Regions from separate parts of the Sus scrofa genome. Here region 1 is linked to region 2. Evidence: chromatin contacts called from public Hi-C data. All regions are on one chromosome and are shown on one strand. Each heading gives the region's core, a stretch centred on a gene start, on an enhancer-like site or on the middle of the called end of the contact. The rest is flanking DNA. Distances are from core to core; before and after follow the strand shown. Region 1 overlaps GOSR2 (Golgi SNAP receptor complex member 2). Region 2 holds the start of WNT9B (protein Wnt-9b).

Region 1 (4,896 bases), core at 1,403-3,902, 84 kb after region 2:
GAGTGAAGAGAAAACTTAACAGTTCCAAAATACACTCTTAATTTGATTATATCTTATTCCAGAAATGATTTGAGGAGACTTAGAGGAAATAACTAAGAGCGTGAAATAGAAAGACGTGAGGACCAAGAAGAAAAAGTCAGAGTAGAATGTCAGAACCCAGAAAAAGACACATGCAGGTCGTGAAGCCCCACAGAGATGCCCTGGGGAGTCCCTGATTTGGCCTGGAGCCCCAGGAGCCAGAGTGGAGAGAGAGACACATGATCCTTTGTTGTCGGTTGAAGAGTAGGCTGTCTTATTTGCTCAGAGGAGAGCCCAGACCTTGACTACTGCTAGCCTGTGTGTGGCTCTTTCTAGAAGTCAAGAATGGTCCTTTTCCCAAGATATCCCTCTCATCCTCCCAAACCCTCTGAGTTAGGTTGTGTGTTTATTTCCATTGTGCAGGTGAAGAGCCTGAGCTTTAGTGACTTTCCCAAGGCCTCATAGCCGCATAACCCAGGTCATAACCACTGCACCACCCTGCCTGCCTCCTGTGCTCAGGACGAGATGCAGGGGAGCAAGGCAGCCCGCCAGGATTGGGTAGAGGGCTGTAATGCATTTGTTGCACCTTTCATGGCAGGTTCTCTGCTCTAAAATACTTGCCTAATTGAAAGGGGGAGAGAGGATTTAAGGAGGAGCCTCTGGGAGTGGGGAATGGGAGCTGTACTCAGGTCCTGCCACTAGGGAGCGACATAACCCTTTCTGGCTGGTCGGCCCATGCCTCGGCTCTGCCTCTGGCCTGGTGTACTTGGAAGAGGTGGAAACAGTTGCAGGTTTGGTTTGCTTCCTTTCAGATCCAGAAGTTCCCTTCTGAGCAGTAGCTTCAGGGTATGGCCAGAACCACCCTCCCTGCCCCCTTCACTCATGCTGCAGGCAAGCATTGGAACACGGTTTCCTGTGTGGTATCGATCGGTTCCTTCTCCCTTTTTGTGACCTTTCACGTCGTGTGGCCCATGGGAGAGAAGGGAGGTGGGACGGCGGCGAGGGGACTCTGCGTGTCCTTGGCCCGCTCAGGTGCAGTTGGTTAAGTCCCCACCGTAGACCCTCCTCTCTGAGCAGTCCCTCCCGCCTCATCCCCACGTCCCTCTAGCAGAGGGGTCTCAGCCATGGCTCGACATCAGGATCCCCTCCAGTCTTTGAAAGAGCCCCATGTGTGGCTATTACCCTAATCCGTTCTGATTTAATTGGGATGCAGCCTGGATGGTGGAGGTTTTAAGGGACGTCCAGGTGTTTGTAACGTGTGGATGAGGATGAGAGACTGTTCCAGCACAAGCGCCTTCTACCCAGGACAAGGCCGCCCTGCAGACGTCCCTCGGCCACACCAAGGGAGCCACTGCTCTAGACCAGCCGGGGATTATTTAATTCTCCCGTGTGCTTTGGGAAGAAGGTCCTTCTTGGCCAGGGGCCCCCCTCATTGATGCCTCTGTGTCTGCTGAGGACAGCACCATAGTGTGACAGGCCAGCCTGTCACTGCCACCTCCAGTGGCACCTCCCAGCCCTGCCCAGCTCTCCTTCCTCCCGAGACTGCTTAGCCTTCTGGGAACATGCTGTGATGCTCTTTTGCATATCAGCGTCTTTGTTTCCTCTGGGATGTGTCCCAGACACCCCCACAATCCCATGTCACCTCTAAGAGACACCCTCCCCCCCAACCTACCTCCAGTGCTACACATTTCCTGGGGAATGGTGGTTGCTGAGGAGTCCTCGCTGCGGGGACCTCTGTGCATCCTGCGTGTGCAGCAGGCGTTGGTTCTGCAGCTGTCAGGCCAGCGGCCTGTAGCGGGGCACTGGGGGACCCCAGCGCATGCAGATGACAGACTTCTGAGACATGGAGGCCATGGTTCAGCTGAGCTGGTGTGGCCAGGCCTGGAGGAAGCCACCAGCCTGTGCTCATGGGCCCTCAGCAGCAGTGATGATAAATATAAAGGGAGGAGGGGGCATGGAAGGAAAAAGGTGCCAACCAGGACTGTTTGGGGAGAGACAAGGAGGGCAACTAATGTGTCCTGGCTTTAAAGCTGAAAGTCCTAAATCCTGGTGACCTGCTTCGGCTGGAATAAACCAGGATTGTTGGTCACCCTGCTTACGCTAAAACCTAAGACACCGATGACTGATAGAAGAAATCCAGGAAGAGGGGACTGTGGCCTCGGAGCCTGTCCCTCTGACCTAGCAATTCTGTTGGTGGGGTCTCCCCAGCCCCTCCTCATGAAGAGCCCACACAAGCTCCACCAGGCCCTCCTTGGCAGGGAAGCTCTTAGTACACAGGGCATATGCCTGGCATCGTGTTAACTGTTTTAGGGCAGACGGGGGTTGGGAGCGACCTCTGCCCTCGGCAGCTGGCAGTCATTAAAGAGGAAGTGGCAGCAGTAAAAGCCCTGAGTCTAGGATGCAGGCACCTGCTTTCGAATCCCAGCTCTGCTGGCGGCAGCCACATGGCCGGCACCTCTCTGAACCTAAGTGTTCTCTTAGAATGGGAGTCACACCTGTCTTGTGTTCCTTCCCAGAGTTGTCACAGGGCCAAAATGACCTCATGTTTTGTAGCAGACTCCAGACGTCTGAAGCAGTCATTCTCAGCCTTAGCCACTTACTGGGGAGTTTTGCAATGTCTTGATTCTGGGAGTTTCCTGGTGGCCTAGCAGTTAAGGGCTCAGCATTGTCACTGCTGTGGTTCCCCTGGCCAAGGAACTTCCATACACCATGGGCTCGGTCAAAAAAATAAACTAAAAATCTCGATTCTGACTCTTGGCCCCCAAGGATCTGAGCTACTTGATCAGGGGTGTGGCCTGGATTTCAGGATTTTTTTTTTTTTTCTTTTTAACATTCCAAGAGATTCTCGGGTGCAGCCAAGGTTGAGAACCATTGCTCTAAATGCCTTCCAGGTGTGTTAGGTCATTCTTCCCATTTAACGGGAAAGACGAGAACTACTCATTGAAACAAGCAGAACTGCCAAGGTGGAGGGTCAGCACTGGTGCAGGGGGCTTAACTAGCAAGGGCTTTCTGGGCAGAAGCGAGGTGAAGGCTGCAGGACGTTTGAAGGAGAGGAAGGGTTGTGGGCCAAGTTGAAGGGGAACAGGGTGGCGGGGGCGGGAGTTAACACGCTTTAATCAGCCTCTGGCTGTCAGAGGCTGGAGAGGGATCTGCTAGGAGAGCTGACGTGCCATCATCCGCTTGGCTCACGGCTTCTTCCCACCAGCTCAGAGCCCATCCAAGAAACAGCTGCTGCTCAGAGACCCAAGGAGGGGGCAGAAATGGTTTTGTGGAAGAAATCAGCACAGACGTGACTGCGGCCACCTCTGCTCACAGCCACAAGAATTCAGACAGCATCCACTCCTTGGTGGGCGGTCACTCATCAGGGGCGGAAGGGCTGCGGTTTCACTCTCTTCTTCCCTTTTCCAGCCCGCGCCATGGACTCCACTTTCTTTCACCCAGGGCAGCGTGGGCAGAGCCCGGCCCCTGGCTCTGCTCCCCTGGCCCTGGTCAGCATGCCCTGCTAAGAGTGTCTCTTGCCGGAACGTGTGCAGGCCCAGGCAGCGGGTCAGGAGTCAGGACCTCTGCAGGAGCAGAGGATCATCCTCGCCGGCCCTCAGGCTTTCCACGTGGTGAACATGAAAAGCTAAAACCCCCAACGCTCGCAGATGCAGTCTGAATTCTTGTGGCTGTGAGCATAGGTGGCCGCAAAGTCATGTCTGTGCTGATTTCTTCCACAAAACCATTTCTGCCCCCTCCTCCACCTCTGTAGCAGGAAGCAGCCTCTCTTACCACAGCCCGGGGACCTGGGAGACCCTCGGAAGGCAGCCCCAGAACAGAATTCCAGAATGGGAGCCGTGGCCGCTTCCTTGAATGAGAAGTTACCTTACAACAAGTTTTCCAAAGTCATCCATTTGGAGTCCAGCACATAAAGACGTAGAAGGCCTGGGATAGTCACTTAAGTGGGGGAAGCTCAACCCTAGTATCAGCTCAACCCTAGTATCTCACCCTTTTAACATAAAAAGTCAGTAATTATAAGACGTCATGGGGCAGTGATAGGTGCCAAGGAAGTGGGGTAGATATGGGAGATTGCGCCTTCAGAGGGCAGAGGGCTTCAGACCTGGGTCCCAGTGCTGTCGGGACACGGCCCGGAGGGAGGACTGCAGCTGGGTGGAGAGGGTGGGGGTGTCCTGGAGGGGAGCTGGTTGGGAGGGGGGAGTGTGAACTCTGGTCTCAGCTGGCTGGGTCTCCCAGTGGCCTGTGGAAAGAGTGGGGAAGTGTAGGGTAGGAAGCTGGAGCGGGGGTTGAAGCTTGAAGGCAGAATGGAAAGATCCTTAACTGTTATCCTGAACCAGGAGCAGTGGGAAGGGTCCCTGCTGGCGCCTTGGGCTCTGTGGACCCAGGAGCCACTGCTCAGGGAGCGGGAGTGGGGCGCTCCTGAGCCAGCCTCGCCATGGGGTCTGGTTTAAAGCCGCGTCTTTGGGATCAGTCAGGAGTGGGGGTGTGCTGCAGCTCTGGGGAGTCGTCGGTCTTTCTCAGGAGCGCCCGTGTCTGCAGTCCTCAGGCGTGGAGCAACCACCAGGTGGACGCAGCTGTGAGAGCAGAGGCTGGCACTGCTGCCCGCCTTGAGAGCTCCCCACAGCTCCTTTCTTTTTTCTTTTTACAGCTGCATCTGTGGCATGTGGACTTTCCCAGGTTAGTGGTCTCATCAGCTGCAGCTGCTGGCCTGCACTACAGCCACAGCCATGCCAGATCCAAGCTGCATCTTCAACCTACACTGCAGCTTGTGGCAACATCAGATCCTTAACCCACTGAGCAAGGCCAGGGGTGTGAGGCCACATCCTCACGGACACTATGTTGGGTTCTTAACCCGCTGAGCCACAGTGTGCTCTCCCCACG
Region 2 (5,051 bases), core at 2,239-4,738:
GCTTCATCCCCACACCGTGGCTGCCTTGGGCTGGTGAATGGAGACAGGTAGCTGCATGTGGATGCCTAAGAATGCTTCTCTTGCATACCTGTGTGAACGTGTAGGTCCAGGAGCAGCTGTGGGTCTGCCTAGGAATTTAAACAGCCATGGGGGAGGCGGGGCGGGAGGTCTGTGTGTCACCAAATGCCTGGACTTGTGCTGTAGAGTGTCAGGGTGTGTGTTTGCAGCACATATCAGGGAGCGCGTGTCTGGGCACGGGGGTGGGGGTGCCTCTGTGAGCATGTGTTGTATCAGAATGATACTCTCCATCTCTGCAGCCCCATAAAACGGTCACAGACTAAGTTAGAAGCCAGCAACAACGCATAGTACCTGAGTACCGTCCACGTACTGGGCCCTGTGCCAGCCTCCAGAGATTTGGAAAGAAGTAAAATTCAGGCCCAGTTGAGGAGCTCCCGGGGCAGAGGGGGAGGTGGGAGGAACAAATCCTTACAGCCCAGGCTGTAAGGACTGAGGGCTGATCTTGGAGTCCCTCCTCAGAGGTCCCACAATATCACAGATATTGAGATAATCTGTTTTCACCACCATCTCCTCCTCCAGACTAGAGGCCCTTAATGGCTGGCACTTGGGAGGCACACGATGGTCCATAAGGGTGAATCATGCAAAGGCCACTGTGGGCAGGGCCCTGCCTGGGCAGCCTTCAGCCAGCCATGGTCAATCAGGAGCCACAGCAAGTGTGACAGTCCCTCTGGGGGTGGGCTTCACTCTTATTTCCATTACCTACAACTGGGTCATGTGCACCAGCTATTAATCTTCCTGGGCCTCACTTAACTTGTCAGTGCAATGGGAATAATGATAGCCCTAAACTCACAGGGGGCTTGAGGCTTCAGTGAGACATGTGCTGGTACATGTTCTAGGCCTGAGCAGGCACGCCCGTGCACACACATACGCTGGGGCGGGTGCATGCACGCATACTCGCACACACAGGCAGCTTGGTACATAGGAGCTGCTATTGGAACTATTATCAGCAACGGCGACTGCTAACTGGGCAGTTCCATGAAGTCCTGCTGACCAGTAAGGCCGAAGCAGAACTCTGAAGCCTCCATGGGTAAGTTGGGGGGTCACCCCAGCAGGCAGAGGCCAGCAGCGTTTGGTTCTAACCTCAGAAGGAAGGCGCCACATCGTGGGCTAGTGGAGGCTCAAGAACTTCCATCTGGATATTTCCATGTGTGCCTCTGCCCCACCACTGATGTCTCCCATACATCTTTGGTGCTTCCTGCAACTTCTCTGCATTGCAGCCTTAACTGTCAGATGTCAACATATATCTTTTATGAAATGTTGAAAAAGTGTCACTTTGGGAGAATGTGCCTCCCCCTTCCCCCACCCTCTCCAGGCACCTGCAGGCTTGTGTGTGCTTGTGTGCACCTTGGGTGCTCACGGGCATGAGGAAAGGAAGGGAACTTGGGGCAGCTCCCACCTCCCTCGCCTGAATTCAGGTGCCCATTGGGGTGGCTGGGGCCTGGTGGGGGCTCTTGCTCCTCCCTGACTCACACTGGTCCAGCTTGGCATCCCCTCCTCTGAGCCTTGCTAAGCCTGATTCAAGGTCTTACCAGTGATGTGTTGGAGCTGGTTCGGATTGGCCTGCAGAGCCACCTGTACAAATCTCTTTCTAACTCCAGAGATCAAGATGACGCCACACTGATAGCTTGAAATCAGTCGCGATGGCAATATTTGCAGCACAGAAATTGGCAAATTATATGTTAGACTCTTGCCTGACTCGCAGAGCAGTTGTAAGCACCAGCACACCACTGGTCCTGCCTGCAGGATAACAACCCCTGAAATGAAAGCCAGCACCTGCTAGGCATTTGGCATCACTCTTTTTTTTGTTTTGGTTTTGGTCTTTCTGTCCTTTCTAGGGCCGCACCCACGGCATGTGGAGGTTCCCAGGGTAGGGGTCTAATCGGAGCTGTAGCCACGGCCTACACCACAGCCACAGCAACATGGGATCCGAGCCGTGTCTGCAACCTACACCAACATACACCGTCTGCAACGCCGGATCCTTAACCCACTGAGCAAAGCCAGGAATAAAACCCACAAGCTTATTGTTCCTAGTCAGATTCATTAACCACTGAGCCATGACGAGAACTCCTGGCATCACTCTTATCTCTACAGAAAAATCCTGTGAGATATTTGTCATCATCCCCATTTCATATCTGAGTTCATCATTTACTTACTCAGGTCCTGCGCCTTCATCAACAGAACGAGATTTGATAGCGCTGGCAGAGTTGTTAAAGATCATTGATTAGCTAATCACTCTGCTCATTTGACAGGGAAACTGAGCTCAGAAAGTCTCACTGTGGCCAGTGGCTTCCTCTGTTAATATTGCAGCTCCCATCTTCCCACCAGTCTCTCAACCCCTTCGTGTCCACAAAGCCAAGGTCGCTGTCACCTAGTGTTCTGCATGCATGGTTGATTTGGGGGAAACTTTACATGCAGATCTTGGCATTCAGGACAAGTCACAATTTGTTTGCCTGGATTTGACCCCATGTTCAAGACTTTCAAAACCGCAATGAATCTTGCTTGGATGACTTGTATGTTGCTTTCCTAGACCGGTGCCCCCCACTGCATTGATCATGGCACCTTCGCTGCAGGAATTAGGGTTAAACTTTTTAAAAAATTTAGCAAGACAGAGCGTCGTGGCCCCAAACTGGACATTTCCATGCTGTCTGAGGGAAGTTCTAGCATCTGCGCACCTTGGAAAGGAGGTTCCTCCCCCGCCCCGGCTCTGCCTGCCCCACTGACAGGAGAATCTAGGTTTTTGTTCCTTGAACATCACCAAATGCTCACTGAGGGCTCCTCCTTGACAGACAGTGTCCTGTTTAGAAACTGGGCTCCCTTTCCCCCTTCCGCTGAGACCAAGGCACCTCCCAGGACTCCCTTTGCCATTAGACGTGCATTTCTCCTGCTCTGGAAGAGCGGCTCTGCGTCCGCATTCGAAGGCCCGGCCTTCGAAGAGTCGCGGAGCTGGGGCAGAGGGACGCGCACCCGCCCGCGGGAGAGCGGACGAGACACAGCTCCGGGACTCCGAGCGTCTCCCTCCTTCTATGCCCCCCACCCCTTTTTCCTTGTGAGGGGAGGGAATTCTGCGCGTCCCACCACCCGCCCAGGGAGGCAGAAATCCCCCGGTCCCCGCCTCGTACCCCCATCCTCGCCTTCCAGGCCCGAGGGCCTTCGGGTTCAGCCGCCGCGTTCTTCGGCCCGAGCGGCTTCAGGTGAGCTCTCACCTGGGGCGGGTGGGAGGGGAGCTGGGGGGCAGGGCGGGGGCGGACCCGGGGCGGTGGCCCCACCCGCGATGGGGCGGAGCAAGCCGGCGGGGCCAATGAGGCGGGGGGCTCGCCGCCCCGGGACACTGCAAGCGCCACTCCCGCCCCCCAACCGCTCCGCCCCGCCCCACACCACCCGGGTTTAAAGCCCTGCAGGCGGCTGGTGGCGGCGCTGCGAGCACTGAGCAGCGCGAGGAGATGCGACAGGGCGCCGCGTCGCCGGCATCATGCGCCCCCCGCCCGCGCTGGCCCTGGCCGCGCTCTGCCTGCTGGCGCTGCCCGCCGCCGCCGCCGCCGCCTACTTCGGGTCAGTGCCCGCTGCGCCCCGGTTCGCCTGCCTTCCCCTCCTCCCGCTGCAGCACCGCCAACTTTTCCTTCCCGCTGGTGGCCGGGGTGGGATCTCGAACTCAGTCCTTAGCCCCGGTAGCACTGGCCGCACCTCAGGGTCGGAGTTCGCGCCCCGACCGCCTTCTCTGGCTTCCCAGGTTCGGTCCGAGCTCTGATCCCCTACACCTCCGCTCTTCTCCCCTGCCCTGTCCGAGACCTCATCCCGCCCACTCCATCAGGTCTCGGACCCTGGCCCGGTGCAGGCTCCCGGACCCCTGCAGGCGTCTCGGACCTTGTTCCGGTCCAGGCGTCAGTCTCGGGCTCAGATATCCTCTCTGACCCTCACTCGTTGCTCTGTCAGCCCCCATCGTGGGCTCTGTCTAGCCATAGCCCTTGCCAGGGTCTCCCTCCCCACCCTCTGCCTTTGCCCCGCGGAGCAGCGACCTGGCTGGCTGGCTGGGCGGGTGGGTTGTCACCGAGGCCGGGGGAGGGGATCTCGATGGAGGAACCTGCGGACTGTGGGGAGTGTCAGCTGGAGACGCGGAGAGAAACCTCTGTGGGGGAAACCTGACCAAATTTCAGACCTGGCTTTGGGTGAATTCTCAAGAGAATGGTGAAGAGAGTGAGAGGGGAGGTGGTGTATATGACTGGAAAAGGAGGATCAGAGGTGGCGTGACACCTGGGGAGAGAATGAGGTGAAAGCAGGCAGTGTTTGGAGAACAAGTTACAGGGCAATCATCACTCATTCTCTGACCCTGAATTGCAGGGACTTGGGGTGGGCGATGGGGTCATGGGTGTGAAGTCACTTTCCTGACCTCCACCCCACGCTTGCTCCAAGTATGCACAGCCTGTTACTTTAAATCATTTTTTGAAATCTTCAACCTAAGTCAGGGTGAGGTTTACAGTCTAACCCCATCCCGCAAAAGCAAAAAACAAACAAACAAAAAAACAAAAAACAAAAGCCAAACCCCAAAAACATAAACCACCAAGCAAGTGGCTTGCCAGACACTACTCTTGAGGACCTGGCAGGGAGGGGTGAATAAGGGTCTGAGAGGTCCAGGAGAGGCTGGAATAGGGCTGTGTGCTAATTTCCAGGTCATGACCCCTGGTTAAAGCATGCCTTGGCTGTGGGCAATGGCCTCTTCTGAAATGTATAGGGGGTGGGGTAGTGTCAGCCCAGACTAGCTCTGGGCTCAACTTGCTGGTGACCTGGGAAGACCACTCAGTCTCTGCCTCAGTGTCCCGTTTTGTACAAAGAAGGGGCTGAACTTGATATGACTAAGCCTCTCTATTCACTTCAAGAGCACTGTACATACAGGTTGTTCCCAATGATTTTAGGCTTGAAAAGACACTGCTGCTACCTCAGGACACAGGATCGAATGGTTAGGGCACAGAATTTGGGTT

The links. A called contact is a pair of places that touch in the nucleus more often than the background predicts.
Region 1: a contact with region 2 is called in a Hi-C map of liver, with 2.1 times the contacts expected there. The contact joins the enhancer-like site here to the promoter of WNT9B in region 2. A contact is called at or near these places in 2 of 5 promoter capture datasets (fetal liver and liver) and 12 of 47 Hi-C or Micro-C datasets (alveolar macrophages, embryonic fibroblasts, fetal heart ventricle and 7 more).

The regions. Positions count from the first base shown.
Region 1 is chr12:17,789,924-17,794,819 of Sscrofa11.1, forward strand. It overlaps GOSR2 (Golgi SNAP receptor complex member 2), which reads left to right. Exons shown (of 6, transcript XM_003131316.6): 6 at 1-4,896. Among named protein-coding and RNA genes, the nearest start is that of GOSR2, 24 kb to the left of the region's middle. Within about 2 kb of position 2,653, at least 3 of the 83 cell types and tissues checked have an H3K27ac peak or open chromatin away from gene starts, as enhancers often do. A contact at or near this core is called in alveolar macrophages and liver, where this site is marked.
Region 2 is chr12:17,705,558-17,710,608 of Sscrofa11.1, forward strand. WNT9B (protein Wnt-9b) reads left to right here and starts at 3,489. Exons shown (of 4, transcript XM_021066827.1): 1 at 3,489-3,627. The coding sequence starts at 3,548. All of the region lies in intron 5 of LOC102167870 (a long non-coding RNA gene), which reads right to left.